Linked DNA regions of Sus scrofa: region 1 is linked to region 2. Evidence: chromatin contacts called from public Hi-C data. All regions are on one chromosome and are shown on one strand. The core of a region is the stretch at or near the end of the contact, and the rest is flanking DNA. Distances in the headings are between cores, read along the strand shown. Region 1 overlaps RFFL (E3 ubiquitin-protein ligase rififylin). Region 2 holds the start of RAD51D (DNA repair protein RAD51 homolog 4).

Region 1 (4,717 bases), core at 1,468-3,967, 75 kb before region 2:
GAGAAGGGGTATTTAAATGTCTTCGGGGCTGACGGGAGCTTGACAGTTACAGTTTCCTTTTTAACTGTTAAACTTTACTCTCTCATGTGTAGAACAGGAGGTTGGGGACCTTAAAACCAACCTTACAGAGTTATTGTGAGGATTAAATGAAACAGAAACTCTATACATTGCTCAAACTGGTCCCTGGCATAGAGCAGATGGTTTAGAACGTATTTTTCCTCTCCGATTTCCCATTACCATCATTTTAACAACACAGTCCGGGCTGCACACCTCTCATTCTGCAAAAGACGGATGCACTGGTGCTTTTTCCAGGCCAGGCCACACCTCGCCCCGCATCACCCAGCCAAGGCCGTGACCGCCTGCTCGCTGACCCGGGAAATGCGGCTGCCGAGCGCTTCAAATGAAATGGCTACAGTAAATAAGCTCCAGCCTTCACCTTGGTAGGGTCCTGAGGCCCCTGAGATGTCAAGGACATCTTTCAAGAAGAACAAGTTAATCTGCAGCCAGGCTTTCGACAACGGCAGCTAATGAAGGAGTAACGTCGAGGGCCCACTGCCCTCCGGGCACCACGCCGGGGACCCTGGCAGATTAGCCATCTTACTCCCACAACGCTCTGAGATGGGAGCTTTATAGATGGGAAAGTGGATCTCAACACAGGTTAAATCAAACAGCTAGGAAGGCCAAGCTGCTGTCTGAATCCAAATCTATGCTGGGATGCTTTGCTTTTGCTTGATGAGGCTTTTGTGAAAGCACGGGTCTGGGCTGCCACTGGCAAAGGCCGGGGCAGGCCCTAGAGAAGGGTCAGCAGACGTGACCAAGGGCCTGGGGCCACAGTGGCCGCCACTCACCTTCCTGGACATGCTGGCGAAGTGGGCCCCACAGGCCTTGCAGCTTGGTTCCGAGCCCGTCGGGGAGGGGAAGGAGCTGTACCCAGGGTTGGAATAGGCCTGCGTCCTGGCTCCCTGGGGCGGTGGGGCCTCCTCAGGCTGTCCATCCAGGCAGAACCAGTTGCAGCAGGTTGCCCACATGATAAAATCTGGTGCAAGGGAGAAAGGGGGAAAGGTCAGAGTGAAGACACACCTCAGGCGCTCCTGCTCCCCAGGGCACGGGTGAGCAGGGCTATCGACCCACACACCTGCTCCAGGGTCGAGGTGAGGTCGGGTTTTCAGGGGCCACAGGTTTCTTCCCGCCTCCTGCACCACCACACTGGCTGTGACAGACAAGAGGTGAGCCCGGACCTGATCGGCCAGGACAGAGCTGCACGCTACCTACTTTTGAAAGCTTGCTGCTGCTGCCTGTCTGTGCCTAATCTGAGATCTCTACCTCAAATAAACCCTCTTGTCTTCGCAATTAGGACTGGCCTAAGAGCCACGGTGCTCAGGAACTTGACCTCGCCCCTAGAGCTCAGACCGACAGAACTGGATCAAACAGGCATGTGCGTGCGTGCTGACACATGTGTACAATTCCACACGCACGCTGACCGTGGGATGAAGGGGTTATTATTTCTTCAGATGAGGCAACCCAGGCTCAAGAAGCAAGGTCACAGAGCCAATATACAGAGAAGTGAGATTCTGAGAACCCGGTCCTTCGGCCTCTAAACCTAACGTTATCTTCCCTGTCTGTGCTGGGTGTGCTCTGCCCTCCTGACCTCGCCTCCCAGCAGCCAGCAGAGCTCTGACATCTGCACCTCTGACCCTACAGAAACTTCCACCACGGCACCGGTAACAGTTAGGCTTTTTTCCTCCCACTAAACCGTACACTCCTTGAAGGCAGGGACCACTTCTTTTTTATTTTTTTGTCTTTTTAGGGCCATACTTGCAGCATATGGAGGTCCCCAGGCTAGGGATCTAATCGGAGCTACAGCTGCCAGCCTGCACCACAGCCCCAGCAACGTGGGATCTGAGCCACATCTGCGACCTACACCGCAACTCACGGCAATGCCGGGTCCCTGACCCACTGAGTGCGAGGCCAGGGATCGAACCCCCGTCCTCATGGATACTAGTTGGGTTTCATAACCGCTGAACCACAGCAGCAACTCCAGGGACCACTTCTTATGTATGCCTGTTCCGTGCCCAGCCGTGTCGTGGACACAGCAGACGCTCCACAAATGTTGGCTTCCTTGCTGAATCGGTACCTCTGTGGGTTTGGGGTTGTTACCCCCATTTTACACATCAAATACAAGAATTAGGGACGAGGGGGTTGATGATCTTTTGAGATCACAGGACAAAGGCGAGCCAATCTCTCAAATGTCAGAATAAATGAAAGGTTTTGAGGGCGTCCACTAAAATGCCGGGGGGCTGCAGTGATACAGTTAAGACGTGCTTTCCTTGGTAGGCCAAGCAGTCAGCATGGACATTTTGAACCTGAACTCTGCTCACAGAGATAATAAATGAAACATTCAGTGTGTTACTCAGTCATCAGGCCACACAAAAGAACGGTACTTTTTGCTCTGTCTCCTGACTCATTCAAAGTGCCTTTGTTAGACCACAGTTCAAAGATCTAGTAAGCGCGAAGGAACTAAGAAGCCAACTGCTTTCACCCTCGGTTATTTTTTGAGAGGAAAATAAAGAGGCCCAGATGGGGGCAGGAACTTCCTGGTTCAGGCAGCTCTAACCTACGGCTCTAGATTACTCCAGGGCCTTTCTAGCTTCCCAACACTGCCTCCAATGCAACCTGAGACAGCGCATTCACTTTCACAGGCGAGTCCGATTCACACTTGTCTCGCCTGCTTCCCTCTGACCTCAGGAGAGCAGGGACCATGACAGTCACAGTGTCCAGACGGGTGGCTCAATGAGGACGACTGAACGAGTGAATCACACACAATATTTAAAGCTTAACTAACTACACATTTGCTCCGTTTCCTACACATCAAAAACATTTCTCCCTGACTCACTACTACTTGTCTGAAGACTTTAAATTCCCAGAAAACAAAGATCTAATCTGCCTTACAAATTCACATGAAATAAAGAAGCCAAGAGCAGTTAAATAACCGAGTTAGTATCAACAAGGTCCTACTGTATAGCACAGGGATCTATAGTCAATATCCTGAGATACATCATAACGGAAAAGAAAATAAAAAAGAATGTATAGAGCTCCCTGGTGACTCAGTGGGTTAAGGATCAGCATTGTCACTGCTGTGGCTCTGGTTACTACTGGTGTGACTCAGGTTTGATCCCTGGACGTGCTGTGGGTGCAAACCAAAATCATAATAATAATTGAGTTATTTGTTGGCAAAAGACTGGAGGCAACAGCAGAAGAGTAGCCCTCTGAAAGAGGAATTTTGTAATTTTTTTTTTTGTCTTTTTTTTTTTGCGGGGGGAGCTACACCTGTGTATATGGAGGTTCCCAGGCTAGGGGTCAAACTGGAGCTGGAGTTGCTGGCCTGTACCACAGCCGCAGCAACGCCAGATCCAAACCATGTCTGTGACCTACACCACAGCTCACAGCAACGCCAGATCCTTAACCCACTGAGCGAGGTCAGGGATTGGACCTGGATCCTCATGGATGCCAGTCAGATTCCTTTCTGCTGAGCCACGACCATAACTCCTGTAACTCTTAAAATCTTTTTTTTTTTTTTTTTTTTTTTTTTGACTTTTCTAGGGCTGTATCTGCGGCATATGGAGGTTCCCAGGCTAGGGGTCTAACTGGAGCTGTAGCCACCGGCCTACACCACAACCACAGCAACTCGGGATCCAAGCCACGTCTGTGGCCTACACCATAGCTCATGGCAACACCGGATTCTTAACCCACTGAGCGAGGCCAGGGATCAAACCCACAACCTCATGAGCCACGACGGGAACTCCTAAATCATCTCTTGATCAAAGCCTCTGAAACAGTGGGTAATAATACAAACAAGAGAGGACCTGGACTCAGAAGACCTGGGTGATCGCCTGCCTCTAACAAATCGTAGCCTTTCTATCCTTCGTTTTTCTCATCTGGACATTCTCTGGGCAGTAAAACACTCATTAAATCTTGGCTGTTGCTACTGGCATTATCACAATGCCTTCCCTGCAATTTCTCCAGGAAGGCACAGGTAAAATGTAAACCTAGAGATTGCACCACAATTACCATTTGGCTTTCTGAGCTTGTCCTAAACACGGACAGACAGATCTCTGACAGAAGGAGCAGGATGTGTCAATGAACTGAATGAGGTGGGGAAGGGGAGTAGCAGAGCGGCCTTGAACAAGGCTGTGGGTGGTTCACTAACTCCTCTGGAAATCTCCACTCACTCATGCACGAATCTCTTTAGAGAAGCCAACGCCTTGCTCTTTCCAGTTCTAGGTAAGCATGGTTGAACGCCTACCCTCATGGGATCCATGGTCTAACAGAAGAACTAAAAATGTGAAACCAAAAACTGAAATTTCAGGGTAATCAGTGCTTTAACGGAGGTTTGTGCAGTGTTGGGGAGGGAGTGACCAGAGAAGACAGAGCCTTTAATGGACCAGAAAGTCAAGAGTACAAAGACACTTCAAAAAAAACCCAAACAGCACGCACCAGGGCATTAAAGAGACTACGAAATGCTTGGCTAGGTCAAGGCTAAGGGTGGATGAGAGCATAAAAGCCTTGTATTCCATGGTGAGGAATCTGGACTTTATCTGCAGGTAGTGGAACATAATCACACGTTCAGGCTACCAGGTTCTGTAATCTTACTTGCATGTGGGGGTGGCAGTCACTCGTGTGGAGGACAAATCTACAAGGAGCGGGCCGGAAGCAAGAC
Region 2 (4,810 bases), core at 927-3,426:
CCCCCAACACACACGTGCCCACACCCCTCTCTTCTGTCCCTTGCTTTTCTCTACCCACCAGACCCCACACTCCTTAAGTGCGAGGGCCTTGCCTCACGCATATTCGTATCATTGGCATACATCTGTCACCTATAGGCACTTGGCCAGTGCTTGATGAATGACAGACCTGGACCCCCAGCTGCAGAAAGCAGGCGCCATGCTATATGAACCTTGCCAAGAGGACATGCACGGGAAAGAGCAAAGGCCAAACCAATCCAAAGACCTTGGTGGTGGCAGTGCTCTTTATCAAATTCTGTACAAACAGGCCAGGAAAGAGGTCAGCCTTCCTTGGCCAGAAGCCGCCTGTTTTCTTCCAACGCGTTCCCTCTCCAAACTGCACAGCAGAACATAAATCACTCCTGTCCCTTCCTGCTGCAGAGTACAGCGAAAGAACCAGGTTCTGGATCAAGTGCGCCAGGGCTGGAGCCCTGGCTGGTATATAGTAGGCACTCAAATAAATGGTATTCAGTTGTGCTCTCTTGCCCCATCGTTTTTTTTCTTTTTGGGGCTGTGCCCGCAGCATATGAAAGTTCGCAGGCTAGGGGTCAAATTGGAGCTGCTGCCGCCAGCCTACACCACAGCCGCAGCAACACCAGATCCAAGACCCGTCTGTGACCTACACAGCTCACAGCAATGTCAGATCTTTAAGCCACTCAGCAAGACCAAGGATCAAACATGCATCCTTATGGATACTTAACCCACCTCAGGTTCTTAACCCAGTGAGCTACAAGGGGAACTCCCTGCCCCATCCTTAAGTGAAAGGGCAGAAAGGGCCAGAGAAAAGTTGCTCTGATCTGTGGAATAATATCTGTGGAAGTGCTGACATCTTGTGTTACAGGACAGTGATTCTCAACCAGTAGCAATTTTGGCCCCCAGGGTCATTTGGCAACAGCTAGAGCCATTTTTGATAGTCATGACCTATGAAGGAGAGGGGTGTAACTGGCATCTACTGGGGTGGAGGCCAGGGATGCTGCCAGACATCCTACTATATGCACAAGACAGCCACCCCCAAAATTATGCATCCTAAGTGGTTAGGAGTCAGAGAAACTCTGTACAGGGTAAGATAACTCAGAAATCCTGACCCCCCTCCCGTGTCTCCTTCAACCACAGCTGAAGCAGCCTGCTCTTTCTCAAGCATCAAAAGCCCAGCCAGAGCCTCTGGCCTCTCGCCTTCTGCCCCAGCTACACACACACAAACCTTCTAATGCCGGTGGACAGGATGGCCGTGGACGTCTTCAGTTCCTCGTAGAGATCAGCGCCATTGCAGGGAAAAGCGGAGAACTGAGCCAGCAGCACCCGCCTCAGGGCGACCAGGGCCTGCGGAAGGGGCGGGGCAACTCAGGAAGCTGCCGGAGCAGCCGGGAGTGTGCGGCAGCGACCCGCCAAGGGAGGGGGCCATCCAGGGTCTCCTAGCCCCCCCCTTATCAATCTCTGGGGACACTCTGCTCGGGGATGGGCATTTAGAGACACCCATGTTGGAGTGTGGAGATCGCCAGCTCACCTTATAAGACAAACCACATTTCTGGGCTACCTCCTCCAAGTCTGCAGAAACCAGGTCCACCACTGAAAACAAAACACGCGGGGTTGATGCGCGCAAGGGAGGCCCCAGACTCCCGCCCGTGACTTTTCCTCGCCTACGCGAACTAGCGGAGCCGCGGGGGCTGGCGCGGCGCCTAGCCCACAGTGGGGGGTTCTAGCCCTCCTGGAGCGGGGCTTGCCCAGTCCCACCCTCCCAAGCTCTGCCAGAAGGCTGTGGGCGTCGGAGGCAGGGGAGGGGCCCCACCCAGTGGGCCAGGGCCGGGGCCAGCCTCCGCGCTGGGCCCAGCCATGTGGCCCGCACAGGCGCGCGCCCACGGTCACCTGTCTTGATCCCGCGGCTCTGCAGAAGCTGGACCATGTCCTGAGTGAGGCCGGGGCACAGTCCGGCCCGAAGCACGCCCATGTTCCCTGGAGGCCCCGGGGCCGCTGGTCCTGGGGGCATCCGCGAGGCCCTCTCCAGACACCCCGCAGCACCCCCTTCCGGACCAAACGCTGGGGGCTGGCGTCGGGAGGAGGCGGCGCACAGGGTGTGGACCCTGCCTGGTCTCCCGCGCCCAGGAGCCTGCCTGCCCGGCCCCGCCGCCGCTTCCGGTTTCCAGGCTCCAGGGCCTGGCCTGCGGCGCCACCTGCCGACCGCCGGGCGGACGGGAGGGCTCCCGCGGCCCCGCGTGGGCGGCACGAAGTTGGGTCCCCTGCCTTTTCCCCATCACGCCTCCTCGCCAGCCTCCCTGGTGCCACTTTCCATAATGAACGCTGGTCCAGAACGTTGGATGGGACCCACCATCCCTACTCTCAGGGACCTACCTGTTGGTGAGGGAAGACAGTGACAAAGAATCTAATCAGATCCTCAGCAGTCGTCTGATAGGTGCTTGAAAGCAGCAGCGCGCAGAGAGGACATCTGCTTCTGTTTTCCAAATAAAAGTAATTTTGAATGATCAACAGTAAAAACCCTGAGTATATAGAACACACACACACACTTTTTTTTTTTTTTTTTTTTTTTTTGGTCTTTTCTAGGGCCGCTCCCATGGCATATGGAGGTTCCCAGGCTAAGGGTCTAATTGGAGCTGTAGCCACCAGCCCGCTCCACAGCCACAGCCACGCGGGATCCGAGCCCCATCTGCAACCTACACCACAGCTCACGGCAACACCACATCCTTAACCCACTGAGCAAGGCCACGGATCAAACCTGCAACCTCATGGTTCCTAGTCGGATTCGTTAACCACTGCGCCACGATGGGAACACCATGTGATTTGGTATTTTGAAAGATCTTTTCTTAACCTTACCCTCTGGAAGAGAGAAAACAACTTTACAAGGTTATCCTCTTACAATCCAGTGAGGTAGGTTCTGTATTTACCCCTATTTTACAGACGAGGAAACTGAGGCTCAGTGCAGTAAAGTCACTTGCCAAAGGTTTCACAGCCTGTAAGGACAGAGCTGGACTTGGAGCAGACGAATTTATATTTCGGTGCAAAGCCAGTGCTGTTTTAACAGCGCCCCCTCCCCACCCCCAAGTTGTGTATATGTTTCCCTACTGTGAAGTGGTTTCATTGAGAACAGAAACATCTGGCCCATTTCTGTCTGCCTCTGAAAGCACCCACTATCCCTCAAGACGTGATGACACTGGGGTGAGGGCTCAGTAGAATTTAGAGTTTTAGCAGTAAACCTGGGTATATGTGAGCTATGAACCATCTGGGTTTTTCCTGTGCCTGCACAGCTAAGACATATGAGGTTTGCTGCCTAGGATTTCTGGATATAGAGCCTGTAGACAAAGTCACTCCCCGAGTCCCATTCCAGTATCACCAGCCTCCTTTCATGCCCAGGTGCCTCTGTCTCACCATCCATCTCCTTCCCTGGGCAGGTCCCAAGGGCACAGGCAGGAAACGTTTTGAGATCTTCAGAGAAGGGCGAGGCTGCTCAGAGCTGGAAGGGGCCCAAGGAGCAGTGCGGTCTGTTCCTCGGTCTCCCCACTCTGACACTGCCTGCTACCCCCCTGCAGCAGGAGCCTCAGATCAAGGGGGGGCTGGCCCCTAATTGTTACACTGTGATCATTATGAAGTCAGCCGATTGCACCTCCTCCCACCCAAACTAAGGGTGTGTCTGCTGCGTCCAGTTTCTCTCTGCTTCCTGTCAGCCTGGTTGTCCTGCATGGTGACGGCTGGTCCCAAACCAACTCAATGGCGTCAGAGACACTCTACAAAGTAGGAGATGGGGAGGAGGCCTTGCTGAGGAAGGAAACACTCAATGTCCTGAACGCGCTCCATCACATGCCGAAGGCCTTTCCAAACCCCAAGTCTATGAACAGGACCGTCACTACCAAAGGGCTCCCACTTTCCTCCAGGGGAAGTTTGCTTAACTTCTTGGAGAGGATGCCATCAATCTACCGTAAGACACAAGTCTGGTCCTTTTCTCCTTTCTAAGGCTGGCGCTGGGGGGTGGGGTGGAGAGGGGCTTGAAGAGGCGGTACTTCCTTGATTAACACAGTTGAGACCCCCCCTCCCCCGGAACAGCAGGGTGGGCTATGGATTTCTGACCCCACACAATTCTTGGAGGCCCCCTGGGATTAGTCAGATTTGCTGATGGTCATTCTGCTTTGTCTTCACCGCCAGTGACACCTCTGCCCCCTCAATTCCCACTGGCTTTGCTCCCTCCATCTTTCTTATTGTGCCTTCACCTGCCTGGTTATGGCCCCACCAGCCCCCGTGGCCTGCCTGTCTTCAGACTGAGGTTTACTGGACCTCTGCAGTGATTCTGGGTTTCCCTGATTTCATTTCACAAAATTCTTTTTTTTTTTTTTTTTTTGTCTTTTCTAGGGCCACTCCCGAAGCACATGGAGGTTCCCAGACTAGTGGTCAAATCGGAGCCATAGCCACCACCCTACGCCAAGAGCCACAGCAACTCGGGATCCGAGCCTCATCTGCAACCTACATCACAGCTCACGGCAACGCTGGATCATTAACCCACTGAGCAAGGGCAGGGATCGAACCCACAACCTCATGGTTCCTAGTTGGATTCGTTAACCATGGAGCCACAACAGGAACTCCTCATTTCACAAAATTCTTTGAGACCTGCAGATGTCTGGCCCCAGGTTAAGTTCTGGGAATGCAGAGCCAGAAAGCACCTCTGCTTTCAAGGAGCTCCCAGCCTCTGGTGTGTGTGTGAAGGGGAGGGGTGTCAGGAAAGAATCAAGAATATTGGAAGAGGAGTTCCCGTCATGGCTCAGCAGTTAACGAA

The links. Hi-C and Micro-C count contacts between places; a contact is called where the count stands out from the background.
Region 1: a Hi-C map of liver shows a contact between it and region 2, with 2.4 times the contacts expected there. The contact joins the enhancer-like site here to the promoter of RAD51D in region 2. A contact is called at or near these places in 1 of 5 promoter capture datasets (fetal liver), 4 of 47 Hi-C or Micro-C datasets (embryonic fibroblasts, epiblast stem cells, liver and 1 more) and 1 of 2 datasets of contacts at active chromatin or transcription factors (alveolar macrophages).

Annotation. Positions count from the first base shown.
Region 1 is chr12:40,126,686-40,131,402 of Sscrofa11.1, reverse strand. It overlaps RFFL (E3 ubiquitin-protein ligase rififylin), which reads right to left. Exons shown (of 6, transcript XM_013981148.2): 2 at 849-1,036. The coding sequence starts at 1,028. Among named protein-coding and RNA genes, the nearest start is that of TRNAG-GCC, 21 kb to the right of the region's middle. Within about 2 kb of position 2,717, at least 23 of the 83 cell types and tissues checked have an H3K27ac peak or open chromatin away from gene starts, as enhancers often do. A contact at or near this core is called in alveolar macrophages, fetal liver and liver, where this site is marked.
Region 2 is chr12:40,051,541-40,056,350 of Sscrofa11.1, reverse strand. It overlaps RAD51D (DNA repair protein RAD51 homolog 4), which reads right to left and starts at 2,176. Exons shown (of 10, transcript XR_002337232.1): 1 at 1,900-2,176; 2 at 1,541-1,602; 3 at 1,238-1,356. It overlaps FNDC8 (fibronectin type III domain-containing protein 8), which reads left to right and starts at 3,714. Exons shown (of 5, transcript XM_003358154.4): 1 at 3,714-3,940; 2 at 3,943-3,961. The coding sequence starts at 3,754.